Linked DNA regions of Mus musculus: all the other regions are linked to region 2. Evidence: chromatin contacts called from public HiChIP or PLAC-seq and promoter capture Hi-C data. All regions are on one chromosome and are shown on one strand. The core of a region is the stretch at or near the end of the contact, and the rest is flanking DNA. Distances in the headings are between cores, read along the strand shown. Region 1 overlaps Smap2 (small ArfGAP 2). Region 2 holds the start of Ppie (peptidylprolyl isomerase E (cyclophilin E)). Region 3 holds the start of Zmpste24 (zinc metallopeptidase, STE24). Region 4 overlaps Zmpste24 (zinc metallopeptidase, STE24). Region 5 holds the start of Zfp69 (zinc finger protein 69). Region 6 holds the start of Col9a2 (collagen, type IX, alpha 2).

Region 1 (4,879 bases), core at 426-2,925, 2.2 Mb before region 2:
ACTCTGCTCTCTCAGCCACTACACTGAGCTGTTGCTGTGAAAAAGGCCCAGCAAACACTTTGAGTAACTCTTCAGAAGTAAACAGGAAGAACAAGAGAAAGCGCCTTTTGTAAAGGAAACACAAACAGGAGCCTGACTCCCAGTCTCCCTAGAGAGGCTGCGAAGTCACTGAATCTGCAAGAATATAAGAGCTGGAAAGCCCAGTTCTTACCAAGGCCCAACAAGTCCATGACAGGGGCTGCAGATTTCGGAGAGCTTTTCCGAGGTAGCTGTGCGTCTTCTTTTTTCTGTGGCTAAGATGAAAAAAATGTTATAAAAAAGAGCAAGCAGTTGTTTTTGACACACGCGTACCCCCATCACTGTGAAGCCACAGGTATTCTTGTGGTATGGCTGTTTGTCAAAGACAGTTACCAAAGAAACAAGGCTCAGGAAGTGCCAGGAAGCATGAGTGCATGAACGGAACTGGAAGTGAGAGAGAGCCCTGGTAAACAGTGCCCTGGTTGGCCTGTTTGGAGAGGCTTAGCCTCAGTATGTGGGAACACAAAGCCTTTTAGTTTATTCTAAAGATCACTTTAAAGAGTTCAGATCTACTCTGCCATAATCAAAATGGACTGATTCCACAGATGAGATTCATAGTGATAGGAAAGGGTTTTTCCTTAAGCAATAGTATAAAACTCTTGAGGATGAAGAGATGGCTCAATGGTTAAACACAGGCTGATCTTGAAGAGGACCCACGTTTACTTTCCAACACCCACATGTTGACTCTAGACTAGACTCTAGTGTCTAGGGGGACACAATACCTTCTTCTGGTCTCTGCAGGCACTAGGCACACATGTGGTGCACATATACACACACGCAGGTAAACATTCACATACATCAGACAAAGATAAACAAGCCTTTAGAAAAAAATTGAAAATCTTTTCTCTTATGATTATAAGCCCCTAGAGAATCTACTACACAGCCATAGTGTGTGCCAGGGGAAGAAGGGAGCATGACCTGACTTCTGCACTACTCCAAGGTGCAACAGGGAGATGAGGCAAGAAGTCTGACAAGGACTAACACAGAGGGAACGAACATCTGCTTCGAAGGTATCACATTGACCCTGCACACTGGCAGGGAGCAGGCATCATGCTCAGAAGGGAAAGAGAGTCCCTAAGCGTCCATCTGGCTTCCTGTCATAGAGAAGAGCTATAAGCTAGGTGTAGTGTGGCACCTTATTAACCTCAGTATGTGGGAAGGTCTCTGCGAGCTCAAGGCTAGCATGACCTATAGAATGAGTTCCAGGGCTACATAGTGAAATCCTCTCTCATTATAAAAAAAGAGGAAGAAAGAAAGAAAGAAAGAAAGAAAGAAAGAAAGAAAGAGAGAGAGAGAGAGAGAGAGAGAGAGAGAGAGAGAGAGAGAAGGAAGGAAGGAAGGAAGGAAGGAAAGAAAGAAAGAAAGAAAGAAAGAAAGAAAGAAAGAAAGAAAGAAAGAAAGAAAGAAAGAAAGGAAGGAAGAAAATTTTTAAAAAAAGGATAGAAGGAGAAGAGAGGAGAGATGGGGTAGGGAGGGAAAGAGAAGGGAGCAGGGGGTGCTAGATAATAAGAGAGCAAGAAAAGCTATAGAGCACATTAGACAGCAACTGGCAATGGGCAAGCAGCAGGTGCTCTATGGGCCTTTAGTCCCAGTGCAACAGTGCAGTATGGTTTCAAACCCGCGCACCGCTGAGCCTCCCGCCCGCCACTCTCCTCCTGCAGGTTCGTGTGTGGACATGGGACCACCCACATGGTGAGAAGCTCCCCACTTACCATTTTTACTTTCTCAAAAACAACAGGTTCCATCTTTTTCTCCGGAGCGGGTTCATTCCCTCGTTTCCACTTATCATCCTTCTCTTTCTAAAGTGATGTAACAGGACAATGATAGCTTAGCCTTAGCACAATTAGTGTTTCAGAGCTACAATCCAAATGCAGGCAGGGCATCAAAGTTCACTAAAGATTCTGATGCAGAAATGCAACCAATTTGGTGTGGGGTGTGAGTACTGATCTTCCTCATTAGCCTCCTTACTGAATGAGGCAGACCCCACATTTTAAGGACTCAACCCTTTTTGAAATCTGTAATACAGACAGACAATCTATGGAAGTTTAAAAGTTGCCACACATTTGTGCCCTTTATCTCCTATGTGTTATACATAACTATAAACAGCCAAAAAGGTCTCAAGAAATAAATACTAAAGGCAGGCAAGGTGGTAAATGCTTGTAATCTCATCATTTAGAACATTGTGGCAGGAGAATTTTGAGTTTGAGACCAGTCTAGGATATACAACAAAGATACTCAAAACAACAATCCCCATACAAGAAAATCTCTCTCAGTTTTTGTTGCTCTTTTGAACTCTGGTCCTCTGTAAATGCATCAAGTGCTCTTAACCACTGGGCCACGTCTCCAGCCTTTTCTTAACCGCTGGGCCACGTCTCCAGCCTTTTCACCTCTATTTTTAAAATTAGGAAACAAAGCTAGAGGCTGGGCATAGTGACACAAACTTGCCTGCACTTAAAAAGTTCACAGGCAGGCTGGAGAAATGGCTCAGAGGTTAAGAACACTGGCTGCTCATCCAGAGGGCCTGAGTTCAATTTCCAGCAACCACATGGTGGCTCACAACCATCTGTAATTGGGTCTGATTCCCTCTCCTGGTATATGTGAAGACAGATCACTCATATACATAAAAATAAGAAAATATACATTTAAAAAAGAAAGAAAGAAACAAACAAACAGAGAGAAAAAGGAAGGAAGAAAAAGACAGACAGACAGACAGAGAAAGAAAGAAAGAAAGAAAGAAAGAAAGAAAGAAAGAAAGAAAGAAAGAAAGAAAGAAAGGAAGAAAGAAAGGAAGAAAGAGAGAGAGAGATGGAAACAATCTGGCAGGGCTTGGTGGTATAGAATCCCAACACTCGGATATAAAGGCAGTGGATCTCCAGTTCAAGGACAACCTGGGCTACAGAGTCAGTTCCAGACCAGTCTGGGATATTTAGCAAGACCCTATCTCAAGCCTTCCAAAAGACTCTATAGTAAAAAGTCAAATGTACCACTAAGCTGTCCATCCCAGAAATGCTAACAAAAACCTTAAGTGACAACAGTCCTGCTAATGGAGGGGAAAGAAACTGTTTCATCTGCTCAGCAGGAGATGCAACAATGACCACAGAAATATAGATGGAGCATGTACACCATGTGAGATGTTTGCGAGGAGACATCCTTTATAACTAGATTCTGGTTATGCCTCTGAGGAAGGCACACACCCAGATGAGTCATTAGGGGACAACGAGAACAAGCATGGGTTCTTCCTCTTAATTTTCATATTTCCTGTAAAAATAACTTTATCATAATACTCTGTCTTTTTGTGTAGAATTGGCACTGGAATACAGAACACTATTTCCTTTTTGTCTCTGTTTTTGGAAATAAAGACGAAAGTAGTCAAGGCTGGCCTGAAATTTACTAGTAGCCGAGGTTGACCTTAAACTCCTGATTCTTCTGCGTTTATACCCAAAGCCACTAGGATGATAGATGGGCAGGCACCATTATGCCCAGCAGACCACTACTACATACTGAAGTTAAACAAAGTTTTGTCTTTTTTTTTTTTTTTTAAAATCTGACCTTTGAAGGGAGCACTGTGCACCTGTAATCCCAGCTCTCGGAAAGCAGAGGCAGGAGGAGCTCTGTGAGCTTGGGATTAGCCTGGTCTACATAGTAACAGGCTAGCCAGGGCTATATAGTGAGACTCTGTCTCAAATCAACAACAAAGCAAACAAAACAAAACCCAAACAAATAAAAATGAAAAGCAGACATTTAGATGGGGTTGGGCGGGGGGCAATACCTCAGCAGAACGCTACCAATGTACACAACACTTTGAAGTTACATCTCTCCCACTGCACACTAACCACGTGATCTCTTTAGCAAAGCCAGTTACTTTTTGTTTAAAACTAGTTGTCTTTGGGCTGGAGAGATGGCTCAGCGGGTAAGAGCACTAACTGCTCTTCTGATAGGTCCTGAGTTCAAATCCCAGCAACCATTTGGTGGCTCACAACCATCTGTAATGAGATCTGATGCCCCCTTCTGGTGTGTCTGAAGACAGGTACAGTGTACTTACATATAATAAATAAATCTTAAAAAAAAAAAAGAAACAACTAGTTGTTTTTATTTAATGAATGTTCTTTCCTTCTTTTTTTTCTTTCTATGTGTGTAGGGGTAAGAGAGGATGAGAGAAGGTAAGAAAGAGAGAGAGAGACAGAGACAGAGAGAGAGAGACAGAGACAGACACTATGTAGATCTCAAACTTGTGGCAATTCTCCTGCTTCAGTCTCCAGAGGCTGGTATTATAGGTATGTGCTACCATCCTGACTGCTAAAAATATTCTTTTTATTTATGGTGCTGGAGACTTAAATAACTATCAATTCTTGTTATAACAAGAATGAAAGAACATCTAAGCATAGCAAAAAAACTAAAAGTCTCAGTCTTTCTTTCCCACCTGAACACTTGTGGGTGAGGCTACAGCAATGCCAAGACCATCGCTGGAGTGTCCTCCTGCCACAGCCTCCCCATATCTACCTTCTGGGTCTCTCTACATACCCTCTGACATCATTTGATCTTATACTTCATATACTTCAGCACAGTGAACATAGCTTTTACTTTTCCACAAATAAAATGAAATGCGTGTGCACTTTGGTTCTAAACTCTTTTTAAAAGATTTATTTTACTTTAGAATGATGTGTGTGTGTGTGTGTGTGTGTGTGTGTGTGTGTGTGGAGGGGTTACGTTGTGCGTGTGCACTTTGGTTCTAAACTCTTTTTAAAAGATTTATTTTACTTTAGAATGATGTGTGTGTGTGTGTGTGTGTGTGTGTGTGTGT
Region 2 (5,115 bases), core at 942-3,441:
AGGGATAAAGCTACATACTGAGGAGCTGGAGAGATGGCTCAGCGGTTAAGAGCACTGACTGCTCTTCCAAAGGTCCTGAGTTCAAATCCCAGCAACCACAAGGTGGCTTACAATCATCCCTAATGAGATCTGACACCCTCTTCTGGTGCATCTGAAGACAGCTACAGATATAATAGATATAATAATAAATGAATCCTTTTTTTTTTTAAAGCTACATATTGAACTTCAACTTCTCATGAAGTGTAAACTGGCAAGGTAAGTTATTTAGCAAATCAACTATTTATCCAAATCTACAATTTGATTCCAGGTGCCACAGCACACACCTGTAATGCTAACTACTTAGGAAGCTAAGACAGAAGGATCATCAGTTTGGAGGCCAGCCCGGACAACACAGTTAAATCATTTTGAAATAGAAACAAAACAAAAACAAATACAGGCCAAAAAAAAAAAAAAGCCATCAACCAAATATATAATCTGATCAACTACAGATAAATTCTAAAACCTGTAAGGAGATTCAGTTTTATCCTGAGACAAATTCTGAGCTAAGAAAAAGCCCCCACACAACAGTGCCAACTAGAAAGTCAGTAGAACATTTCTTGCATATGTTTCTGCTGTAGCCCAGACTGACCTTAAACTCTATCCTCCCGCTGCAGCCTCTGAATTGCTAGGTTTACAGGCATGTGCCACCGTGGCCATCAACTACTCTACTGGTTTTTAGGGGGTGGGGAGATTCCCCAGACTCAGAGTTTAAAGATCTTGCTATTCCCACCCTGTCTCTCTCCTCTCTGCCCCTCTGCCTCTCTGTGTGTGTCTCTGCCCCTCTGCCTCTCTGTGTGTGTCTCTGTGTGTGTCTCTGCCCCTCTGCCTCTCTGTGTGTGTCTCTGTGTGTGTCTCTGCCCCTCTGCCCCTCTGTGTGTGTCTCTGTGTGTGTCTCTGCCCCTCTGTGTGTGTCTCTGTGTGATTAGTGCTGGGAACTGAAACCAAAGCCTCATATGGTGGGCAAGAATTCTACTAGAACTTAAGAATGTAAATTTAGAACTGGAATGTGACTTTAATTCTTTCCCTATCGGAGGGTAATGAGCGTTAAAGACACTCAAATGACCCACCTGTTTCATAGTCCAGAGGAATTTGAATATCTGTGATGTCTCCAAAGGGGATAAATGCAGCATGAAGAACCTTGTCGTCCACCTCTTCTGCCAGCCCGCCTGCAAATGAGCCAAGGACCTTCTGAGCCGCTGTCCTACACACTCAGAGGTCCCTGCACACCAGGGACTTTGCCTGTCACTGGTATGACAGGCAAAGGGAGGGATCTTTCCATCCAGTCCTTTGTCTACACAAACATCTCTCTCTACAGCCTACCCACACTACTTTCCTTTCTTCAATCTCCTTTTAAACAGTTCTGATTCGATCTCCAACTCTTGTGAAAGCTTTGTAACTGACCTCTCTGCCTCAATTCCTTCCTCCAACCGCCCCCCCCCAACCAAATATAAGTGGAAATGAATCCATCGGTTCTCTTAGACTTCAAAGTCTTAAATGTCACTGTCCTCAAGATAAAGTGAGAGCTCCTTGGTAGTGTACACAGGGTTATCATCCGACTCTCGCCGATCTCTCTTGTATCTTCCATTTTGTTTTCCCCAATTTCCCTGAGTTTCTCGAAAAATGACCCAGCTGCCCCTAGGCGCCAGGCTCTTTTACGCCTTTGAGCTTCGGCTCCGGTGCAGCGAACAGCTTTGCCTCTACTCTGACTCTTTGCCCAACTCCTGCTCAACTTCTGCGTCCCGGCAACAGAAAGTTTGCCCTCACCCAAGTTCCTGTCATCATTGTTAGTCCCTATTACAACGCTAGGGTGTGTAGGTTATTTCCCACTTTCTCCTAGATAGTCTGGTAACTCCTCCTTTAGGGCAGAGATCCAGCCATTCCGCACTGAATGTTTGTAAAACGAATGGGCGGGAGGGATTTGGAAGCCCAAAATTCTTGTCACTCGTCGGGGTTCCTGTGCGCTTAGTGGACTAGGAAGGTCGCCGGAATTGTCCTTCCATCTCGGGCTCACACCCTCAGGCCCAGCAAGCCCTCCATAGACCCCGGCTGCTTTCCCCCTTTCCCACATTGCTCAGACTAAGTCTAGCTCCCGCGCCTGCTCACCCACGTACAGCACACGCTTGGTGGTGGCCATCTTGCTCGCGCCCGTTTCCGCCGGAAGCCGGCACTCGGCCGGCCCCCTCGCCGTCGCCCCTCCCCTTAGGTCGGGGCGGGTCTTTGTGCGGCTGCAGGCTCCGCCCCTTCTTGGCTGTAGCTCCCAGAGCTGGAAGGAAACAAACCTTGGTCTGATCAACCTAGATATTAACGGCAATTGAACCATTACCAACACACTATGGTCCGGGCTGTCCAGGCAGCTGTTTTTGGCCAATTCGGGAGCCAAGAACGGTTTTTACACTTTGAACCGGGGTGAGGCGAAGGATCGACAATATTTCTTGAGAGATGAAAATTATATGAAATTAAAATTTCAATATCACGAAGTTTAATTGTTAGAGTATAGCCACATCCGTTCCTTTTCTATTGTCTGGCTGCTTTCATGTTACAAAGGGAAGAGACCTGTTCCTCCCACGGCCATTGATATTTTACCATCTGGCCCTTTGGGCAAAGTGTTTGCTATACTCTTGTTCTAACGTAATATTTAAATTTATAGGTTCTCAATAGCAGTACAAAACAGTAGGATCACATTTGTTTGCTTGTTAGAGTATCCCACTATGCCTTCCAGATCTCAGCCTCCCCAGTGCTGAAATCCCAATTGAATACCACCAACCTACCTCAAATAGAAATTTAACAAGTTTTATTTTATGTATTTATTTTGAGACTGGATCTTCCTATGTAGTCCTGAATATCTTGGAATTCACTATGTAAACCAGGCTGACCTTGAACTTACAGAGATCTCTTCCTGAGGGTTGGGACTAAAAGCATATACCACCACAGGAAGCTTTGCTGTATTGTTAAAGGGCTCTAGCAGGCCCAAGCTTGGTAAGCACAGGTGTGGCAGGCCTTGTCCTTCTCCCCATTCCCTCTGCCTTGCTAATAAACAAACAAACAAACAGGGTTATATTCCTAAAGCTAGCCGTAGGCCAAATAAGGTCTATTCCCTTATTTGGCCTCCTCCTGAGGATGATCACCAAGGTCCAGCTATCAAAGTATTAAAGTTCAACAATTGTATTAGTCAGGGTTCTCTAGAGTCACAGAACTGTGGGTAGTCTCTATATAGTAAAGGAATTTAATCTTAATCTTTGATCTCCCTGTCTTAATCTTCTGAAATCCATAGCCACTATGCCTCAAGATCTCCATACTGAGATCCAGGTCAGAAACTTCTATCTCTCAGCCTCCAGATTAGGGTCACTGATGAGCCTTCCAATTCTGGATTGTAGTTCATTCCAGATATAGTCAAGTTGACAACCAGAAATAGCCACTACAACAGTCAAATCCCCCCTTGGCCTACCCTAATTAATACGGTCAACCAAAACATGACCACCACATCCTAGCCATTCTATCACAGATTCCCCTCTTTTTCCTCTTAAAAAAACATCACACCCACAAGGTCATTTGCTGCTGCTGTCTGCCTGAGCGGAGAACAGTCACTTTCCCCTGCTCAGTAAAGGATCTCTCTATGGAAATAGGTGTTTGAGTGTGGTTTGTGCCTAACCCAGTGTTCAAGAGGGAACACTGTGTGCGGGTCCCTTCAGTTACGGTGCTGGAGATCAGACGTAGAGCTGAAGACCATTCCTCGGCAAATATTCTACCACTGATCCATATCCTCAGCTACTGTAGGCAGAGCATTTAGATTTTCCTGAGGTAACTTTTATAAACTTTGTTATTCAAATGTGTGTGTATACGCATACTTGTGGAAGCCAGAGGACAACTTGATGGAGTAGATTCTCTCCTCCTACCAGATCAGGTCCCAGGTTTGCAAGGCAAGCGCTGTTACCAGCTGAGCCACCTCACAGCCCCTTGAGGAGACTTTTAAGATGGAAGCTGAGCTGAGAGGCAGGAGCATAATGAGGTGGAAATGGAGGACACATGTTCAGGCAGGAGAGATGGGTAGAGGCCACCTCATGTCAGGGCCTGCAAGCTTTGTGAAAAACTTGGGGATTTTGAGAAGCTATCATGGGGTGATAGCAAGGAAGTTACATGGTCACATTTACACTGATCTTTTCCCACTTTTTAATTTTTGATATTATATTTTAAATATAACATTTTTCTCCTTTCCTCCCCCAAAGCCCTCCCGTAATCCTTTTCCCACTATCCTTCAAATGTATGGCCTCTTTTTTTTTTTAAGTCAATTGTTACTACATGCCAACTATATATTTATATATACATATATGTATTCCTAAATATAACCAGTTGAATTCATATAATGTTACTTGTTTTTTGTTTTTGTTTTGTTTTTTGGTTTTTGGTTTTTGGTTTTTCGAGACAGGGTTTCTCTGTGTAGCCCTGGCTGTCCTGGAACTCACTCTGTAGACCAGGCTGGCCTCGAACTCAGAAATCCACCTGCCTCTGCCTCCCGAGTGCTGGGATTAAAGGCGTGCACCACCATGTCCGGCGTAATGTTACTTGTTTGTGTGGTTTTAGAGCTGACCATTTGGCACACTGGAGCTGACTATTTCTTCCCTGAGGAGAGCCATTTTCCTGCTCCCGGATCCACTCAGTTGCCTGTAATTCTTTGTGTAGTGTTGGGGTCTTGCTGGCTTTATCCTGTGCAGCTTGGTGTGTTTATTGGTGTCCTCCTTACTCAGCTCATATTTGGGTGGCCAAGCTCTTGAGACTTTCTGAGTGTACTTCTGATGTTACTAAGAAACACAGTCTTAGAGCAAAAGCCAAAATCCTATGGCTTACACACACACACACACCCTTTCTGCAATGCTCCCTGGGCCATAGGTGTGGGAGTATTTTGTAGATGTATCCACTGGAACCGGGCTCCTCAACTCTGCATATTGATTGGCTATTGTTTTCTGTAGTGACATCCAACTGTTGCAAACAGAAGTTTCCTTGATGAGGGATGAAGACTACACTTCTCTGTGGGTACATATTAATTTTTTAAGATTTACTTGATGTGTATGAATGTTTTGC
Region 3 (4,921 bases), core at 777-3,276, 2.0 Mb before region 2:
TACAACAAATTTTCTCATTATGTCAAATTCTAAAGAGTAATTTCAGCCCCTGGGACATAACACAAGGAACAGATACCAAAGGTATAATAGACCTTCTATAATAGTTTTATAATAAATACTTTTCCTGTTGTATGTTAACAACAACAGCAACAAAAAGCTGAAGGCATTAAATTATAACCCTACAACAATGCAACAATGCCAAGTGGTCGTGGTGCATGGCTTTAATACTAGAACTCAGGAGGCAGAGGGAGATGGATCTCTGTGAGTTCAAGGCCAGCCTGGTCTACAGAGTGAGCTTCAGGACAGCCAGGGCTAAACAAAGAGAAACTCCGTCTTGGAAAAAAAAAAAGATGCAACTTGATCTATTAATAAACTATGTCAGATAAGTACTCAATATCTCACCCTGCTGTTTTGATACTACACGTTATGTGTTTGCTTCAAGCAAGGGTACTTATGCAATTCTGAACTAATGAAGCTTTGAGTACCTAGCTACAGTAATTTTTAACACGTTGAACATACTAAAGGAAGAGACTGAGGTAGACATAACCCGACACTGACAGATTTTTAAAATTCAAACTTGTGCCGGGCTTGGTGGCACACGCCTTTAATCCCAGCACCCTGGAGGCAGAGGCAGGCGGATTTCTGAGTTCAAGGCCAGCCTGGTCTACAGAGTGAGTTCCAGGACAGCCAGGGCTATACAGAGAAACCCTGTCTCAAAAAACAAAAAACAAAAAAACCAAAAAAAAAAAAAAAATTTCAAACTTGCAATCCGGAGAGTCACGAAGGGCTGGGAAATGTAGTTCAGTGGGAGAGCACTTGCCTGGCAAAGAAACTCACATACAGTGTAAGTTAGAAGAAAACTGCAGACGAAAAGGACTGCAGAGCTCAAGAAATAGGTCCAGCAGTTAAAGGGGAAGGTTCTCAAGGACGACACAGACGAGTGTTGTCCAAACTTAGACACTGCAGAGCAGGCATAGACCTGCATAAGTTTGACGGCAGGGCTGTCCTTTCCTTTTATTAGACACCAACAGGCTTGGGACCCATTATAATGTTGCAGATAACTTGTTTTGTTGTTTCAAAGTCCATCTCACTAAAACGTTCACATTTCGAATTAAACTGTTAATTATGGCTATCTCCATGGAAAACTGTTAGCTTTTCTACTGCACTATTTAACGTTTTAAACAAAAAACCCAAAGAGAAATTTTAATGAAACACACACACATTGTGGCCCCAAACAACATTTGCTCTAATGAGGATTTTCAAACGGCGTGCGAGTCTTTGGAACGGTTGCAAAGTGAGGTTGAGCATGGTAACATCAATATCATGGGAAGTTATTATTCTACAAATTTAGCACCTCCACTTAGAAAGCCTATACCAACGAGGCTTGGTCAAGTCCCGGTCCAAAGATTCTTAAGACGCTGTAAAGCAGGCATAGACATGCTCAAGTTTGGCGGTAGGGCAGTTCTTCCCTTTCATTAGCCGCTTACAGGCTTGGGTCCCATTACAACGTTGCAAACAACTTCTGCCTTTCCAAAAACTCCTCAAAGCGGCAGTCACCATTAGGAAAAGTTAGGAAGCTCACCGGGGGTTACGGTTTGCTACATCCGGGCAAACACTAAGGGGCTTGGGTAGAGGCTCGGGCTGGCCTAAGGCTGTCCAGGGGCTCAGCCGGGGGAGACACGTCAATGCTCACCTGCCGCTGTGCTAGGAAGGTCTCCCAAAGATACACCGTCCAGGAAAAGAGCAACACCGCCCCGAAGATTCGCTTCTCCGCAGGGAAGTCCCACATAGCGTCCACCGATGCCCACATCCCCATCGTCACCCTATCTCACCCGCTCCTTTAGCGTGCACCGGTGCCTCAGCGACACGCGTCCCTCGGAGAGTGCCAGCGGTGTCACAACAATACGGGTCCCTTCCGAGGGCTTCTTCAGACGCCCATTCCCTCAGCTTTGCCAGAAGTGTCACAAAGACACGATTCCCTCCAGCCTTACTCTTCAAGGACCTACTTATTTCTGCTAGAATAAGACGCCCCACCTTCCTCACTTCCGCCTGAAGAATGAGCAGCGGTGCACCTGAAATATCCCTCCGGATTCTGTGTGCAGGGATCCAATTCAAAGGTTCCGGCCTTCTTCCTGGGAACGTCAGTGTGGTCGCCGCCTCTCCTTTGCTTTGGCGGGTTACCAGAGAGGGCAATGGACCCCGGTGCTTAACCGGACCGGATAAGCCGGGTCATAGAAATATTCCCTCTAGAAGTAGCTGGGAAGGATGAGAGAGGCTCTAAAACTTTTCCTTCCTTCTATTTAGTGCCGTTCAAAGGTTAGATGTGCATCTCCAGGATAACTAACCAAACGAGGCATTTGGGGTTGTTTGGCTTGTCTTCGAAAGTTCTGGTTTTGGGAATATTAGAGATGAAAATGACTCTAGTGATTAGGATTTTCATTTACACATTTCATCTCATCCTCCCCAAGTGAAGTCAGAAGAGGCATTTACCTGTGAGTCCTGGGACTGCATTTCTAACCTCAAACAGGCAGGCTTGGTAGCCACTGCCTTTAAGCCTAGCAAGACCTTGTTTCAGACACACACTACCACCACCACCACTACCACCACCACCACACATCACCACACACCATCACAGCTCAGTACCTTTGCCTTGGAATTCAACAATGAAATAGGGTCACTATGGCCCCTGTTACTACTTTGACTTTACTTGAAACGTGAAGCCAGAATTTTTCTGACCACAAAGTAAATGTTATTTAATTAATAGTTTCTATGAACTAATAGCACTTTGTATAAACATTATTTATAGTGAATTGCGAAATCTTTAGCTCCAATTAAAATATGTAGCTCCAATTTAAAATATGGTGAGATTGTGATGCTAAAGATGTTGAGATTAAGGTTTCAAATTTCTCAACCATGACTAAATTTATCTGCATGAGCGTAATCAGTAGAAGTTACTTGACAAAGTGAATTACTTCAATATAGGATCACAGATTCTTTGGCAACCAAAAGTTCTTTTGGGGGATTTTTTGCTTTCAGCAAAATTACTGATTGAACTGTTAGCTGAACTTTGAGTTTTGTTCATGGGCCTGGGAAATATTTTGTACTTGATTGGGTGTAAGGCAAATGGCATGAAAACAGGGATCACAGGCAAGTAGAGACATAGCTCTAACAAGTGCCATTTCCTCAGGTAGAAGGTCTTCAGAGAGGAGGCTTCGTCCCTGTCCTCCTTTTCCATGGCTGGTTGGATGTTTTGTACTGGCACCCATCATGGTGTTGTAGAGTCCTGTGGAAAAACACAAGCATAGCCTAGCCCTTGTGTCAACAAAGGGTGGATGCCACTGTGATGTTAGGGACTCTCTCCATTGTACCAATGGAAGAGTGGTATTCCTAGGTAGGTAAGCCCAATGTTTATAGGTAGGGCTTAATCCCTGATCAAAGGTGAGGAAGTTTAGGTGAAAATGGGCCTCTGCCAGGGCCAGGGGAAGGTCATGTTTGGATTCAGGGGAGGTAAACTGAGTCAGCAAGTCCTTTAGAGTCTGAGTGGACCTTTCTACTATCCTCTGACCTTGAGGGTTATAAGGAATCCTAAAAGTGTGGTTAATCTTCCATGAGGCATCAAACTCATTGAATTGTTGAGATGCATAGGGAGGGTCATTATCTGTCTTCAAAACCCAAGGCACTCCCATAACCAACATAGCAGATTCCATAGCCTTGATGGTGTGGGAAGCTTTTTCTCCCATTGAGGCCACAGCATATACAGTGAAGCAGCAAGTATCTACAGTAACATGTACATATCTAAGATTACAAAAAGAGGGATAGTGAGTCCAGTCCATCTGCCAAATAGCACTGGGGCATAACCCTCTTGGCTTGACACCTCCCCTATTGAGGGGCCCCAATGGTGCAAGTGGGGTGCAGGTGGCACAAGATCTTGCAAGATATTTTTATTGTTTCATGGGTAATCTGGCAAGAGCTTGTGTAAGTTTTGTGGGGACAGGTGAAATTGTTTGTGTAATGCTCTCATCTGTTCCAAGAGCCCCTGGTCAACAATCATTATCTGCCACGCACTCTGGTTGAGTCAGCTTAAGCCGAGAGGCTTGAAAGTCACTCATGAGGCAAAGAGCTTCAAGGAAGCTCTCCTCCTGGAGTCTGGCATTCCCTTTAACCCATACATTAATTTTCCATTCCCAAGTTAGTCTAGTGTATGGATCCACGTGCTCTCTTTATTATAAGTGCCTTTTAAGATTGAATTCTGACATAGCTAAAGCCTTCTGCCAGTGTTCCAACAGTCCTAGAACGTCCTTGAGCTAGACAGTGACATTCAGAATAGCCTCTGGTATTACACTATCAATAAAAGCCAAGTCACTCCCATATACAGGAATTTACAATGGTTTAGGAAGTAGATCCCGCTGTGGTTTTAGAGTATTGCATTATTCATGAGGTGGTTAGCTAGAATGGAACTCCCTAGTTAGAACCATGACTTGGGTGTGAAAGCCCTTGCCCTAAGAGAGTAAAGACCTCACACTTGGCTTCTAAGACTATAGCTGAGTTACAACCATACACACGTATTTACAATGGCCTAAGGGGAAGGTAGACTATACAATAGACTAAAATAGGAACTTTGGCAAGGGCACGAAGCCCTTGACCCTGGCTTCTAAGATTAAGCGAATCTTAGGTGGAGCCCTTGTTGATCCTAGTTGTTATCAATTAATTCTATCCCAGGTGGTTCCCGTTAGACCTTTTGTGTTTGCATTTCTCTGTTTTATGTAAGATTCTGGTTACCTCATTTGTACCTTACGAATACATCACCCAACTTCCTTATTGTCTTCTGCATAAAAAGTCTGATGCTCGATTTGAAAAATACATTCAGATTCCACACGACCTCTCCTGTGTGCGTCTGTTTGTCACTCATCCGACGCTTTGC
Region 4 (4,929 bases), core at 1,313-3,812, 2.1 Mb before region 2:
TTCTTAAACAATTAAAAATCAAGGCATAAGGGCACAGCACAGTACAGTCCTCATGGCCCAGGTACATGCTGTGCACTCTCAGCTTGGAAACAATGCAATAATTGCACAATGGTAGTTTCAGATTAATGTTTGACTTGCTAAAAGGGTTTGAAGAAATTATTAAAAAATGAAATAGAGCCAACACTGGGACCCTGAGAAAGGAAAAAACTATTTTTTTGTTTGTTTTTGTTTTTTTGAGACAGGGTTTCTCTGTGTAGTCCTGGCTGTCCTGGAACTCACTCTGTAGACCAGGCTGGCCTCAAACTCAGAAATCCGCCTACCTCTGCCCCCCAAGTGCTGGGATTAAAGTCATGCACCACCACTGCCCGGCTAGGAAAAAACTATTAAAGTTATAAGTTTTGTACAACATTTGAGAGTGGCTCCTAGATAAAGTATAGAATGCATAAAATTATACATTAGTAAAGCTAAGTCAAAACACTGGGACTCAGGAGAGTCATTGTGTGCAATGAACAGAAGCAGAAAGCTAATGAGCAAAACTACTGAGTTAAGGGTTAACTTAATTATTTCTGGCCACTGCCTGGCAGCTTTGCCCATGTCATTTATCATTAGAACTTCACAGGAAAATGCAAGTAGCTGACCTCAGCGCTCTGAATTCGGAAGTATAGTAAGTCAAAAGTTAAAGTTTAAATAATGGTAAGTTCGGGCCTGGGAATAGGGAAAGTTTGAAGCTTTGGAGAACAATTGTAATTCTTGATTCTTTGTGGGATGAGGTTATTCTTTTGAATTTAATTTGGCAATAATTATATAATCTTTTTTTTTCTACCTGCTACTCCAAGAGTATCAATAAAAGACTGGGGCAAGGAAAAGGTGAGAGAGCATGTGAAGAGCACTGAAGAGTGTGTGAAGAACATGTGAAGAGCATGTGAAGAGCAAGTGGAGAGTGAGTGAGGTGAGAGTGAGGTGTGCATGAGGTGAATGTGAAAAGTGAGTGAAGGGAATGTGGAGAGTGTATGGAGATTGTGTGTGTGTGTGAAAGGAGAGTGCATGTGGTGTGTGTGTGTGTGTATGTATGTGAGATGTGTGTGAAGAGTGTGTGTGTGTGTGTGTGTGTGTGTGAGTGAAAGGGTGTGTAGGAGTGTGGGAGTTCAAGAAAAGAAAAACATACAGGACAAAAGCAGAGTGCGCAAGAGAATGCAGAGTGTGTGCAGCCTCAAGTTCTGAGAGAGAGAAGAGAGAGTAACTTTAAGCCTTGAAAAATTGCCTGTCAGTTTGTACCCAAAAAGTAGTCTGTGTCTGTTTATTATGTACCTTCCAGATATCCCTGCTTCCAGTTGAGAACTCTGACCCCGTGTTGAGGCTGGAAACACGTGAAGGCCACGGAACAATCTCAGGTGTTATCCTCAAAATGCCATCTACTTCCTTTGAGATTAGGCCTCTTATTGGCCTAGGCTACACTGGCTGGCCAGTGTGCTCCAAGGATCCTCTGGCCTCTACCTCCCCAGCACTGGGAATACCACTGAGTGCCACTACACAAGGCATTTTTATATGGATTCTGGAGATTAAACTCAGGTCCTCATGGAAGACAAGGTGCTTGTCAATGAGATTAAGTGATATAAGCCTTGAATAGAGGATTCTGCAGTGGTAACAATGTAACCTCCCCATCCATACTGGCTCCACTCTATGAGTCTGAGCCCATAACCACCCATCTAAAAGTCCATTTCTTAAGGTTGGCAAAGAGCTTTCTGGAGATGTTGTAGTTATCAATAAGAAATTCCTGCCGGGCAGTGGTGGTGCACGCCTTTAATCCCAGCACTTAGAAGGCAGAGGCAGGAGGATTTCTGAGTTCATTTCTGGGTTTGAGGCCAGCCTGGTCTACAGAGTGAGTTCCAGGACAGCCAGGGCTACACAAAGAAACCCTGTCTCGAAAAAAACCAACCCCCCCCCCCCCCAAAAACAAACCAAAAAAAAATTCCTCTGCTTAAATCGCTAGCTCTTGTAGAGCTATGACTAAGATGGTGTTTAAAGCTATTTCAATACTAGCACAGACATGAGAACTCTTAGTTCCTTATGAATCTACTCTTCTTCAAACTCTATTCCCTCTCAACAAGCTGCCATTTATGACTGTCCACATCAAATCCAGGCTGTTAGTTATCCTAATGTCTCTCCTCATTTCCCTGTATGTAAATCAGCAAATGGCAGCAACGTTCTTTGTTTTTCTTCATCAACTTTGAGCAAGTCTAAAACATAACAAAAGAAAACAACAACCACAACCACAACCCGACCTCATTTAGTCTAGACTGCCCAAATAGCCTTCTCACTGCTCTTAGTGCTTCTTTTCTGTTCTTGCCTTGCCCTATAATGCATCCCTATGCAGAAGCCCAGGACAGTCTCCTGGCTGTGTGTGGTGGCTCACACCTATAATCCCAACACGAGGGAATAAGGTCAAGAGTTCACGGTCAACCTCAATTGTAGAGTAATTCTGAGGTCAGGTTTGGCTACTCTTTACCCTGACTTACAGAGGCCTGTCAGACTGACGTACTTTTGCAGCTGCTCATTCTAGTGACAGCCATCTCTGTTCTTTCACTTTGCAATTGCTTCTCATTGGTAACAGTTTAGTTTGTAGTAGGCACCAGCAAACTATGGCTTCAAATCAAATGCAAGGTGCTGCTTGTTTGCATGTAGTCTTATTGGAACACAGCCAGGTTCCATGCTTATGCCCTGTCTGTGGCTGCTTCTGCCATATAGAACTGAATCTCTGAAGAATACTGTAGGCCACATAGCTCTCAACAGTGAATAGCTTGCTTTTTTACAGAGAACTACCATTCAGAGGACACACGGTTGAAAGGTAGAGGGAAGAAGTGATTCGTTTAAGATCCCATAGCTAGTAAGCTGCTGAGACAGAATCTTTTATATTTATTTTAAACTGAAATCCTGACACACACCCAACTGTTATCCTCTTAATTTGGCAGCCTCCGTGAAACTTAATCAGTCTTATGAAACTAACAGGTGGCTTAACTCCCCAAGGCAAACAGAAAAACAGTTTAATAATGTGAGGTGTCTGATGGTGCCACAGATTAGAGTCCCCCTGGGACACTGATGCTCTGCTAGGGGAAACAAAGCCAAGAACACTGGTTTTGTTTTGCAGCCTTTAAACTAGTGCTATATAGCTAATCATTCATTCAAGAGTCCAATTCAATTACCCAAAGGAGCCAGGCAGACAATAGGGTGAGTTTTGGTCTACTATACAGTACAGGATGAGATAGTAAAAAGGCTTTGAACAAAGATTAAGAACAATACTATATGGTTAATCAAACAGAGTTGCAGACAAAAACTGGATTTGGCATCAGGCTACCAGTTTCTATATGAAGAAATGCCATAAGTTCCTATAAATCTTTTTTTTCCCTGTATTTTTATTTCATTTCTAAAATTTTACATTACAGGCAATTGTGAGCCACTATGTAGATGTTATAAATCTAACTTGGCTCCTCTGGAAGAACACCCATGAGTCTTAACTGTTGAGTCATCTCTCCTGTGCAGATTCTATAAATCTTAAAAAGCCAACTGTAAAATCTGACCCTATTTTTTAAGTAACAAACATAAATAATAAAGACTGACTGACTTAAGAACAGAGTACTCAGACCACTCTCCTCACCTCCAGGTAGCCTTACCTTCAACAACATACACCTTAGTCAAAGGGAAGTCAATACTCTTTGCCATCACTTCAATTTCCTGCTTAAGCTTTCCCTCCGGTAGAGGTGTGAATTTGTCAAACAGAGGGGCAATATAGTCAGCATAAATGGTGACAAGAACCTGAAAAATAAGTAACAGGAAAGACTGTTCATTAATAACAACTTAATTATATAATATAATTATGTTCATCCAACAAACACCCAGGACATTATCTGTTTAGTAAATTAAATCAAAATAGCACTGTAATAACACTGTACACAAGTCAACTGGATTTTAGAAGATAATGCTACTAACAGTGACTAAGAACTCTGGGCCTAATCAGCAGCCTTTCTTGGGGATTTCTGGCACTGTAAGCCAATTATAACACACCCTTGTTCATGCTGGTGGAAATGGCACTTCTAGAGTATTTTCTCCGTCTCTGCCATATTACAGGTATTTAAAGACAAGTAGCTCATCTTCTGATCTCGATCCCACCAGTGAGAGATAAAGCAACAAACGCCACACAGTTCAGGTGGAAATAACCCTCATCACCAGTGGAGCTGAAGAATGGACAGATGGTATTTTCTAGGGTCTGTGAACGTTCCCCTTGCCTGTATGATTGTCTGTGATGAAGCAGATTAGAATATGAGAAACAGAGAAGGAAAAGGATGTAAGGAAGGAAAATGCAGGAGAGAGGAGAGAGGAGAGAGGAGAGATGGAGGACGGGAGGGAAGGGGAAGGGGAAGGGGAAAAGAAGCATGGTGGGGAATGCCTGTATCAGCACTCAGCAGGCTGAGGCAAGAGGATTGCCATGAATCTGAGGCCAGTCTAGGCTACATAGTAGCGTTGGGGCTAGCCTGAACTGAAGAGCAGGGTGCTTCTTTTTTTGAAAACAAACAATTAAAGGAGGAAAGGGATACAGAAAAGGGGAATAGGAAGGGAGGGTGGGAGAAAGCTGGGTAAGGAAAGCATATGCTTTTAAAAGACAGGGTCTCTAACCCTGACTGCCCTCCATTTCAGCTGAGGATGGTTTTGAACTTCTGATCCTCCTGTCTTCACACCTGTGTTATGAAGTACTGGGGACTGTAGCTAGGACCCTGTGCATGCTAGACAAGCACTCTACTAACTGAGCTACATCCTTACCCCTATGATTTAATTTCTTGTCTCTTGTAAATCCACTAATTCAAAACATTAAGGCCTTTTAGGCATTGGGAGGTGGAGAGGATACATCAATAAAAAAAGTCATCCATTCTGGCTAAA
Region 5 (4,685 bases), core at 1,006-3,505, 2.2 Mb before region 2:
ATGATGGCGCCGGCCTGACTGGGGGTGGCAGCTTCGGGTGGGGAAACTGCTGGAACTTTCGATGAGAGGCTTCCTGGTTGTATCGTCCTCAGGCCATAATCTTTTACCCTGGAAGAGTTGTTGAGCCCCTGCAATATCAGAGACCATTGTGAGATGAAGAACTCTGGGTATAGACGCTTCATCTTTGGGAGGCAGTCCTGTAAGCTGCTTTGAGGCCTTTGGACTCCCCTTCCTTTTCTTTCTTGCGACAGGATTTCTCAGTATAGCTCTGGATGTTCTGGAATTCACTCTGTAGACCAGGATGGTCTTGAACTTAGATATCTATCTGCCTCTACCCCCTGAGTGCTGTGATTAAAGGTGAGCACCACTATGTTTGGCTGTACTTTCTTTTAAACTTTATTTGTCTGTCTGTCTGTCTGTGTGCCATGGTGCTCAGCTGGAGGGTACAAGATAACTTATGGGAGTCCATTCTCTTCTTCCAACAAGTGGGTCAGAGGGATTGAGCTCAGGCTGTACGACTTGGCAGCAGGTGCCTTTCCCCACTAAGCCATCGGACTAACCTGCTTTGTGTGCCTAGAGAGCAAAAGGCATGAAAGGAGAGACCCAGAGAACCCATCATACAGCCAGAAGTCCAGAACTGTCTTTATAGCTGCAAAAAGGCCTAGAAGATTCGGCACCAATACTGAAATAATAGTGTCCTGGATACAGAAGTAACCCTCAACTTTAAACACATAGATACAAAGACGCCAGTACCAAAGGAAAAAAAAAAGTACAAATGTCCACATGCCCTGACCTGACCACCTTGTAAGCTGCATGCCCCTTCTGCCTGCTTACATATTTGGAGCTGGCGCCAAGGAAGGCTCTTTGATGTCTGACCTGTATGTAAAGCTGAGACCTGAGGCACTTCAAGTCTGACCTTCAGTTTCCTCATCTATAAAATGTGGATGTTAACTACTGCACAGGGATGCAGTGTTGAGACAATGTTAGGTCTACTAAGTTAACAATTAAGACCTTTTTATTTTAAAGCTGTACAATAAACATTATCTTAAAGTTTAAAAAAAAAATCACGGGCTGAAGAGATGGCTCAGCAGTTAAGAGCACTGACTGCTCTTCCAAAGGTCCTGAGTTCAAATCCCAGCAACCACATGGTGGCTCACAACCATCCCTAATGAGATCTGACACCGTCTTCTGGGGTTTCTGAAGACAGCTGCAGTGTACTTATAATAAAGAAATAAATCTTTAAAAAAAATTAAAAATAAAAAAAATCACATGCGTTTATTTATGGGGGTGGAGGTCACATGCCAACTTTTGAGAGTTGGTTCTCTCCTTTTACCAGGGCATCAGACCTGTCTGCCAAAGCCTTTACGGGGCCCCAGTGGCCATCATGTTTTAGAGTTATTTTAGAAAACAATTAGAAAGCTCAGCTTGAATATCTCAGTTGATAAAACAGTAATTCACAGGGCTGCGCTTTGTCATAAGCCAGCAGCAACAGTCGTCATCACACACTCCAAATGCCCAGCACAGCTGGTGAAACGAATCCCCGGTTCAGATGCAATTAAAACTGCAGGGTTATGTGCTCCCACAGAGCTGGAGAGGAGGAAATATAGTATGTCAAGTGCAAGTAGAACCACTACAGAACTGACCATAACAGCAATTTGGAAACAACCCGAATCCATCATCTGAATCGCCCATTCAGCATATGAATAGTTGTGGACACTGGGACCAGATTCAGTGGACCTGATACCCAAACGCAGCTCTCTCTCGGGGAGGGGACTGCTCTTTGAAGTCTGGGGGAAGAGGAGGAAAGGTGAAAGACTGCCTGTCCAAAAAGACCGGAGTTGGTGCAAATAGCCCCGACTATGTAAAAAGTCTCGTCACTAAGTGCAAACTTTGTGCTGTTCCTTCCGAAGGAGCTGGCAATCCCAGAAGCTTGCTGAACGACCCATCGGCAGAACTTCGCAGGCAGCCACCCGGTCGAGCTCGCAGCTCCGCAGCAGAGTCGCCTACTCACCGGAGGATCTCCGGATCCGTTCCCGCCAGCCTTCCACGCTCACACCGCGGCGCCCAGTGCGCAGCGTGGCTTCCGAGGGACACAGGACACCGTCGGCCTCCGGGCTGGACACCGGCCTCTCCCGCTTCTCACCCGCCGCACCCGGGAGCGGAGCTCCGCGCGCACAGGCGTCCTGCCCGGCCTTCTGTCCCAGCCCAGGACCTGCGGCGCCGGCTGCGGCTCAGATGCCCGAGCTCCGCCGTTTCACCCCGCCCCTCTAGCCCGGTTCGTGTCCCCGCGCCTCCACCCGGGACCCGCCCACCCCACGCTGCTCGCGTCAGCGCCCTGCCCGTGGCTCCGCCCACCCGGGTGCTGCGCGACCCAGATCCCGGAAGCCGGAAGCCGCCCGGGCAGACCCAGGGGCGGTGTCCAGCGAAGCCGGCAGCCCCTGCTGAGGGTCTCCTGTACCCCGTGGCCCGGCGAGTCTTCCTGGAGAAGCCGCTTCTCTGTCATTCTTTCATTCTTAAGGCTTCAGGATGCAGCCTTAAATCGCACGCAGTTCCTGCTCTCTCCTAATCTCCTAATTCTGGTGAATTCGATAAGTAGAAAAATAGACAATCCAAAAGGCAACAGGGGCCTAGAAAACAATAAACTTAAAAAAAAAATTCCGGGATATGTATTTTTAATGTCCCTAAAGACATGTATTAGTTTGCTTAAGGCTGCCTCCCACCCCCAAAGAAAAACACTTCACACCGGTGACTTAAACAATAGGAATTTATTTTCCCATGGTCCTGGAAGGTAGAACCCCTTTCTTCCCATATTCTCACGGCGTGTTTCCTGAGTGCCTGTAGCTAGGGGAAGTGTCTGGTGTCTGAGTTAGCCTTCCTCAGTTCCTCAATTTAACTTATCTCTTTAAAAGTTCAGTAAACATATGGCATTGAGAAAATAAAACTGAGCCCACTGGAAGATACAGAAGAGATGACGACAGAGTAAACACTTACCAGAGCAAAAATTGGAAAACCAGCATCCAGAAAGTTAATCCAAGTTGAAAGCGGCTTTTGCCCAGCTATCTGGAAAACAGACCTTTCATACTGCACATAGAGACTGGGAGGGGGAAAAATGAGCGGACTTGGGACTGATATAGGAAACCCTCTCCACATGAGTAGAACCTCGAAGGGCTGGGTGTTCTCTTTAATGTGTGTGTGTGTGTGTGTGTGTGTGTGTGTGTGTGTGTGTGTGTGTGTGTCTGTGTGTGTTTGGGATGGGGGAAGATAAGTGAAACAACATGGGAAAAATTCATGAACTGCAAAAAAATTTCGTGTCGTTGGCTGTGATCTTCGTTCAAAGTCATCTCTATCTATTGAGTTGAAGACAGTGGCACTTGGGCTGTAAATTAATTTGCAAAAAAAAAAAAGACAAATTGGCAGTAGAGAGTTTATTAAACACTACTGTACAGTTGCATCTGGTGCTCCTGGAAAAGGGATTGCACCCCTGAGAGGAGTGGAAGATCTTTGGAGTTGGCAGAACTAAAGCTCTGAGTTTATCTCATGAGCTGTTTGTCAGTGTCCCCATCTAAGGGACCCGCTGACTTCTGTCTTGCTAAGCAGTTAGTCTTACTGCACTAAGTAACTAATTAGCTAACTCTTGATTGGAACAGACACCAGGTGTCATTCAGAGTAGGCTTCAAATGCCTGTATAATACATCACAAGTCATTGGTTCCCCACAGTCCCACTCTGATTGTTAATGTGGAAGGAGGTTTGTTTGTTTTGTTTTTGACTCTACATGTTACGGGGGCGGGGGGCATCATCTTTAGCAGACAGCATTATAACTGTAAGCACCCGGCTTCCCTTCAGTTACAATGTCGAGTGCAGACTTAAAGATAAGCAAGCTGTGGGCATAGTCCCATGTGGTGTTAGGGTGCCTACTCAGTCTGCCTAAGGCTCTTCATATTCAACTCCCCAGTTCATGGTGGCACCAACCTGCAAAAATGACTGTTTCCTTAAAGAAATAAAATGTGGCTGGTTGGTGGTGGCACACTCCTTTGATCCTAGCACTCAGAAGGCAGAGGCAGGAAAGAAAGAAAGAAAGAAAAAAGGGAAGAAAGAGAGAGAGAGAGAGAGAGAGAGAGAGAGAGAGAGAGAGAGAGAGAGGAGAACCTGACTTGGAGTATTTTGGCAGACACCTGGAATCTCTAAAGTAATTTTTGAAGGCAGACTCATTGATATGTGTGTGTGTGTGTGTGTGTGTGTGTGTGAGAGAGAGAGAGAGAGAGAGAGAGAGAGAGAGAGTGTAAATATGTAAGTAACCTAATAAAGGTTTTCAGTGCATGTTGTGACTCAGGGTAACCCCTGAAAGAACAGAAACATTCAACTTCAAGTCAGTAAGGAGGGAAAGGAATAAAAGAGAACCAAGGGCAGCTGTATGCAAATAGCTCTATGCACTGGGGCTGCCTCATCACAGCTGAGAAAGTGCCCACTGCTGTGATGCTATTGGAAGAGAGCTGCAATAAGTCAAGACATGCTATCTATAAAAAGACTGTCTTAGCAGACAGCAAAGTCCCTGAGATGGAGCGTGTGTAGTAATATGCAATGGCCAGCACAGATTTTGGTATGGTTTGAGGCAAACCATGGTGAACACATTGAGGCTAGTCTGAATGACATGGGATGCCAGTGGAAAGTGTAGAACTGAGAATCA
Region 6 (5,091 bases), core at 697-3,196, 2.1 Mb before region 2:
GATATAAAAACAAGGGAGATATAAACAAGGGAGATGTAAAAACAAGGGAGATATATAAACAAGGGAGATATAAAGAAAGAAGAAACAGGACTGAATAAACGTGTGCAGAAGGATCCTGCTGTGGCGTCGTTCTTGCTGGCGAGTTGGGGGCGCGCTCAACAGAGTTAGAAATGGTTATAGGCTGATATGTGGGTACTTGGTCCTCTGCAAGTGCAGCTGGTGCTCTTAACCACTGAGCCATCTCCCCGGCTTCATAACATACTTAAGAAAAGGAAATGTGGAGGGTGATTTTTACACGTGTTTATGTGTTTTGTGTATGTGCATGTGCTTATATGTTCACTGCATGTTTGCTGTTGCCCATGGAAGCCAGAAGAGAGCATTGGATTCTATGGAACAGGAGGTACAGGTAGTTGGGAGCCATCTGATGTGGGATGCAAATCCCCAAATTCTACAAAAGTAAGGAGTGCTTTTATCTGTGGAGCCATCTGTCCAGGCCTCCTCCTTGGCCAGGTCACTTGATTTGCTTGTGGTCAAGTTTCCATACTGGAGGCCAGTTGGATACCAAGAGCAAATGATACTGAGGGTCACAGCGCACTGCTGTCACATTAAGCAGCTGCCACCATCAGCTCCTTCAATCTTCAAGCAAATTCTTTAAGATAGGGACCATGTTGTTCCCAGTTACAGAGGAGGAAACTAAGACTTCATTTATGTCATGGAGGTGTCTGTGGTCATAACTGTGGTTAGTGGCTGCATGAGATCCACTGCCCTTAGCCAGTGAGTGGAAGAGAAGGAGAGGAGAAAGGGGCTCTGGACCGAGGTGACCAGACAGGTGGGTTTGGGGTGTTACTGAATAAAGTGGTGGCTGTTTCCATGAACTTGGGAGGTCAGTTGAAAGGGGGTGAGGGAGAAGTCTCTCCCAGTCCAGGAGACAGCAGCATGCAGGTGCCGCTGAGGAGAAAGACAATCGTGTCACTTGGCTGACAGTGGACCTCACACATGCAGGTGGTTCCACACGGTTAGATAGCCCAGGTCCATTTTAGTTTGTGTGACTATGCATTGTGGTGTTTGATAGTCTAAGGGACACTTTTCATAGAACATGTACTCCTCCTTAATATGTAATTGTAGGGATCTGGAGAGATGGCTCCCTGCTGAAGAGCTCGTGCTCTTCTTGCAAAAACCCAGGTTGTTGCCAGCACCCACGTAGGAGCTTACACCTTTCTACAACTCCAGTTCCAAGGATGTCTGGTCCCCCATGGGACAGGGTCATACCTGAGGGCAAAACACTCATTCGCATAGATAAAAACTTGTCTTCAAAGGATATAACTGTACAAGGTCACATGGGGTGGATGCCTGGTGGATGCTTGGGAGAGAAGACGTGAAGGACTGGCATTGCCAAGGGCAGATCCAAATGCTAACAGGATGCCTCAAGGATGGAAGATGTTCGGATCGCACTGGTCGATGGAAGCAGGGAGGCGAGAGGAAAGGGAAATTTAGAGGCCACAGACAACTCTAATGGAATTGATGGTGGAGGGGGAGAGAAGAGGCAGATGGGGAATTCCCGAGGTGGCAGATTCAAGAAAGATGTTGGTGTGTTTTAATATGGCAGGGACCTGATTGTTTGTGGAGAGGACTGAGCCAATTTAGAAAAGATGGAGTTGGTGGAGTCCTGGCCAGGTCTCCAGAACCTGAGATGGTTGAGGCTCTGGAGGATAAAGGACCCAGACAAGCTTGCCCGGGGAAAGGATGGGGCTGAGGGCCAGGAGGAAGGCTTTGATCTTGGAGGCAAGGAGGAAAGGGACTTCGAATGGACTTCTGCTCTTCACACAGAAAGTAGTCCCGTACCCCGAGATGCCCCCGGGACTTCCCAGCTGGGGCGTCTGGTCAAACTCAGAATGCAGACCCAGGGTGGGCACAGAAGATCCGCCCCTGACCGGGCGGAGCTGGACAGTTCCTCCCCACAGTGCTCTCAGGTGACAGGCCTGCAGGTCCCCGCCCCGGCCCGTCTAGCTGCGTTTTCGGGAGATCCAGTCCGAGGCTCCGAAAGCAGCCCCCGCCATCGGTGCTTGGACCCCCGCTCCAGAACCCGCTGTTCGCCATGACCGCCGTGCCCGCGCCCCGCAGCCTGTTCGTTCTCCTCCAGGTGCTGTGGCTCGCCCTGGCTCAGATCGTAAGTCCTGTCACTTCTCTGTCTCCGCCGTCCCTGGTGCAGAGCCTGGGTTTAGGATCCTGGAGTCTTTAGGACCTGTTCTAGTCTGTCCCTAGCCTGAGGGGCAGCTGAGGACAGAGCCGCTGGGGTGATGCATACCCGGCAAACCGCTCGCGGTGAAGGGAGATTGACTAGTCCGGGAACCAGAGGGACCTTGCCTCGGGATGCTTGGCCTTGCCTGGGACAGGCAGCGTCGAGCAGGAGATGGCGCGGGGGCCTGGCAGTGGAGAGAGCCCAGGTGGTGCGGAGACAATGGTGGCTATTCAGTCGACAGCGGAGCCTCCGCCCCCGGAGTCTCCTAAGGGACCCAGGCTCCAGCCAGACTTCCCTGTCGCCCCAATATGTCCGTTTCCTGACTGTGGGCTTCTGCCTCACTTCGCAGGGACAGCTGGGCCCTAGGAAAGAGATGCCCGGTTTAGGACCAAATGGGGATGCTGGGCCCGCTCACCAAGCAGTGCTAGTGTAGGGGTACAGTTCGCCTGTGAGGCGCCAGCCTGGCACATCTTAACCTGGGGAGGGCACCTGGCGCCAGCATCTGGCACGCGTGGACTTCCTGAGTCGGGGCTGGTTCGCTACCTTAGGGAGGATTGGGTGGGAAGAGTCCCAGCTTTCCTTCTTCTCTGAGGTCTCTTTACCTGCACCAGGGACGAGGGAGAGGTGCCAGTTCACCGCTATACCTGTTGTTGGTTAGAAAACAGCAATAGTTCGAACGGCCATCGTTGGCTAGGTGCCATCTTGCACATCATCTGTGATTTGAGCAAATGATGTCTTCATCTATTTCCTATCGTGACAGTGCAAAGACCGTGTGACCCAGGGGAAGAAGCCAGCCAACCTAGGGTGTAATCACGGTTTCAGCATTCACTTGCAGTGATCACGAGCCTTGAGTCTTTTTGTGTTTCCTCACCCTCTGCTTGTCACCCCTAATAGTACCCCCCCCCGAGTTCTGAGTAGTTCATAAAGTAACAGAGCATAATGGCACACAGTGCCTGACACACAGTAGCTGCTCAACAAACTCCCCATGAAGCACCATCTCCTTGGGGAGATGCTGCCCTAGTCACCTTTGCTCTCGGGGTCTCCAGCAGCCCCTGGGAGCCCAGTTCTGCGTACTGTCTGAGGGCTGCACTCTTGTGTATTTTCAGAGAGGTCCACCAGGGGAGCCGGGTCCTCCAGGGCCACCAGGGCCACCAGGAGTGCCTGGTTCAGATGGCATCGACGTGAGTATCTAACTTCAGACTTGAGAGGAAGCAGGGCTATCCACAAAGGAGAACTTTATGAGCGCAGGGGTGGGGATGCCTGGAAGTTTAGCGCCCCCTGTTGCCAGCAGGCGGTGCCTGCAGAGACCACAAGGAGTCTGTTTGTTCAGAGAAAACCCCAAACCAGCCTTGAAATGTGGGAGTCTGTCAAAACCACCCAGCAACAAGGGCCTGCTGTTCTGCTGTTGGCCTCGGCTCACAGCGTGTCCTTATCCCCCTCCCTCTCTTCCTCCTCTTCGTGCTGTCCCCTGACACACTACATGCCTCTTTAAGGTAGCTGGAGAACCTCGTGTAGACTGGCTGAGCAGCTTGGGACCACACTCCTGTCTCTCCCTTTTGCTTTTAGCTCCCCTGTTTAGAATCAGCTGGGCTTGTCTTCTGCTCTCCCAGTGTGCTGAGGGTTAACCACCTCATTCTGGAAGCTCCCCCAGGAGGTCGGCTGGATGTTTACGGTTTGGACAGACTTCTATTCAGTCTGGTGCCCCCACCCCCAAACGCAGGGCGCTGGGCCCCAGCCAGGCTCTTGCTGCAGGCTGCGGAATGCCTGGGGGCCTCTCTGGGGCTAAATCTGACTCCACGGCCCTGCCCGGCTCCTACCAAGGGTCCTTTGTCACACGGAAAAGAGACCTTTCTTAAGAACATTTTGAATCTACCCCCAAGTTGGCCCCCTTGATCCTTGCTCTGTCCTGAGTCTCTGGTTTTCCTGACTGAAAGCCACAGTCCCCTTTCAGATTTCTCTAAAAAGCTTTATTATTTATTTATTTATTTATTTATTTATTTTATTTTTGTCATTTGCTTTATTTCTCCCGGTTAACCAGAAACCCAGGGACTTCACAGCATACCTAGAATCTACTTGATTAAATGCCCCTCTCAGCTGGCTGGATTAGTGTTGATGCACTTTTATTTTGTTTTGTTTTAATTTAGTTTAATTTAATGTAGATAAGGTCTCTTTATGTAACCCTGGCTGTCCTGAAATTTGCTGTTAGACTAGGCTGGCCTTGAACTTACAGACTTATATATACCTCTAGAAGCCTCCTGAGTTCTGGAACTGAAGGCCTGCGTACAGCTGAATTTTGTTTTGAGCAAAGGGAGCTGTTTTTTAAAAAGTGCAAGTTTCAGCACAAAAGAGAGAGGAGAAAGCTCTTTGGGGCCACCCAGCCAGGCTTGTCCACACAATGTCTTAGGGAAGCATGTCTCACGGCTTGTGTCTTGCAGGGTGACAAGGGGCCTCCAGGTAAAGTTGGTCCTCCGGTGAGTACTTTTTTTTTTCTTTGACCTTTGATGGTTCCGCTACTTTCTCTCCTCTGACTAACATCTGTTCTGCTTCTAATTTCAAGGGATCCAAAGGAGAGCCTGGCAAACCTGGCCCAGATGGTCCAGATGGGAAACCTGGCATTGATGTGAGTACCCCAGGCTGGGAAGAGTCTGATTCTGCCTTTGTTCACACATGTTCTGGTCAGAAGGGTAGCAAGATGTCGGCTCTATAGCCAGTCAGGCCTCTTCATTTGATACAACCGTGACCTCACTCTTGTCTCATATCTACCCTGTTGGAAGCCTTGGATCTCCGGCAGCTAGGAGCCAGAGTGAGGCTTTGCTTTCTGCGAGGACCAGGATTGTCTGCAGGTGTGGGTG

Evidence for each region. Promoter capture Hi-C pulls out the DNA fragments that hold promoters and counts their contacts. HiChIP or PLAC-seq counts read pairs in DNA pulled down with a chosen protein or histone mark. Capture Hi-C pulls out chosen DNA fragments and counts their contacts.
Region 1: a contact with region 2 is called in a promoter capture Hi-C map of cranial neural crest. The contact joins the enhancer-like site here to the promoter of Ppie in region 2. A contact is called at or near these places in 5 of 39 promoter capture datasets (the C10 cell line, cranial neural crest, hippocampal neurons and 2 more) and 1 of 115 datasets of contacts at active chromatin or transcription factors (large pre-B cells).
Region 3: a promoter capture Hi-C map of pre-B cells shows a contact between it and region 2, with 7 times the contacts expected there. The contact joins the promoter of Zmpste24 here to the promoter of Ppie in region 2. A contact is called at or near these places in 10 of 39 promoter capture datasets (the 3T3-L1 cell line, 3T3-L1-derived adipocytes, cranial neural crest and 6 more), 1 of 115 datasets of contacts at active chromatin or transcription factors (large pre-B cells) and 1 of 9 other capture datasets (liver).
Region 4: an H3K4me3 HiChIP or PLAC-seq map of pro-B cells shows a contact between it and region 2, with 8 times the contacts expected there. The contact joins the enhancer-like site here to the promoter of Ppie in region 2. A contact is called at or near these places in 5 of 39 promoter capture datasets (cranial neural crest, hippocampal neurons, maxillary cranial neural crest and 2 more) and 2 of 115 datasets of contacts at active chromatin or transcription factors (large pre-B cells and pro-B cells).
Region 5: a promoter capture Hi-C map of liver shows a contact between it and region 2, with 5 times the contacts expected there. The contact joins the promoter of Zfp69 here to the promoter of Ppie in region 2. A contact is called at or near these places in 7 of 39 promoter capture datasets (the 3T3-L1 cell line, cranial neural crest, hippocampal neurons and 3 more), 3 of 115 datasets of contacts at active chromatin or transcription factors (embryonic stem cells and stem cell-derived neural progenitor cells) and 2 of 9 other capture datasets (adipose tissue and liver).
Region 6: a contact with region 2 is called in a promoter capture Hi-C map of adipose tissue, with 4 times the contacts expected there. The contact joins the promoter of Col9a2 here to the promoter of Ppie in region 2. A contact is called at or near these places in 3 of 39 promoter capture datasets (cranial neural crest, hippocampal neurons and pre-B cells), 3 of 115 datasets of contacts at active chromatin or transcription factors (embryonic stem cells, large pre-B cells and pro-B cells) and 1 of 9 other capture datasets (adipose tissue).

What each region holds. Positions count from the first base shown.
Region 1 is chr4:120,975,161-120,980,039 of GRCm38.p6, forward strand. Smap2 (small ArfGAP 2) reads right to left here. Exons shown (of 10, transcript NM_133716.3): 5 at 1,791-1,877; 6 at 212-293. Among named protein-coding and RNA genes, the nearest start is that of Mir7015, 4.3 kb to the left of the region's middle. Within about 2 kb of position 1,676, at least 10 of the 459 cell types and tissues checked have an H3K27ac peak or open chromatin away from gene starts, as enhancers often do.
Region 2 is chr4:123,137,760-123,142,874 of GRCm38.p6, forward strand. It overlaps Ppie (peptidylprolyl isomerase E (cyclophilin E)), which reads right to left and starts at 2,192. Exons shown (of 10, transcript NM_019489.6): 1 at 2,143-2,192; 2 at 1,107-1,205. The coding sequence starts at 2,173.
Region 3 is chr4:121,096,184-121,101,104 of GRCm38.p6, forward strand. It overlaps Zmpste24 (zinc metallopeptidase, STE24), which reads right to left and starts at 2,027. Exons shown (of 10, transcript NM_172700.3): 1 at 1,694-2,027. The coding sequence starts at 1,816.
Region 4 is chr4:121,077,504-121,082,432 of GRCm38.p6, forward strand. It overlaps Zmpste24 (zinc metallopeptidase, STE24), which reads right to left. Exons shown (of 10, transcript NM_172700.3): 6 at 3,669-3,810. Among named protein-coding and RNA genes, the nearest start is that of Gm23540, 4.2 kb to the right of the region's middle. Within about 2 kb of position 2,563, at least 18 of the 459 cell types and tissues checked have an H3K27ac peak or open chromatin away from gene starts, as enhancers often do. A contact at or near this core is called in pro-B cells, where this site is marked.
Region 5 is chr4:120,949,433-120,954,117 of GRCm38.p6, forward strand. It overlaps Zfp69 (zinc finger protein 69), which reads right to left and starts at 2,256. Exons shown (of 6, transcript NM_001384119.1): 1 at 2,012-2,256; 2 at 1-128. The coding sequence starts at 2.
Region 6 is chr4:121,037,620-121,042,710 of GRCm38.p6, forward strand. Col9a2 (collagen, type IX, alpha 2) reads left to right here and starts at 1,947. Exons shown (of 32, transcript NM_007741.2): 1 at 1,947-2,167; 2 at 3,346-3,420; 3 at 4,675-4,710; 4 at 4,797-4,859. The coding sequence starts at 2,096.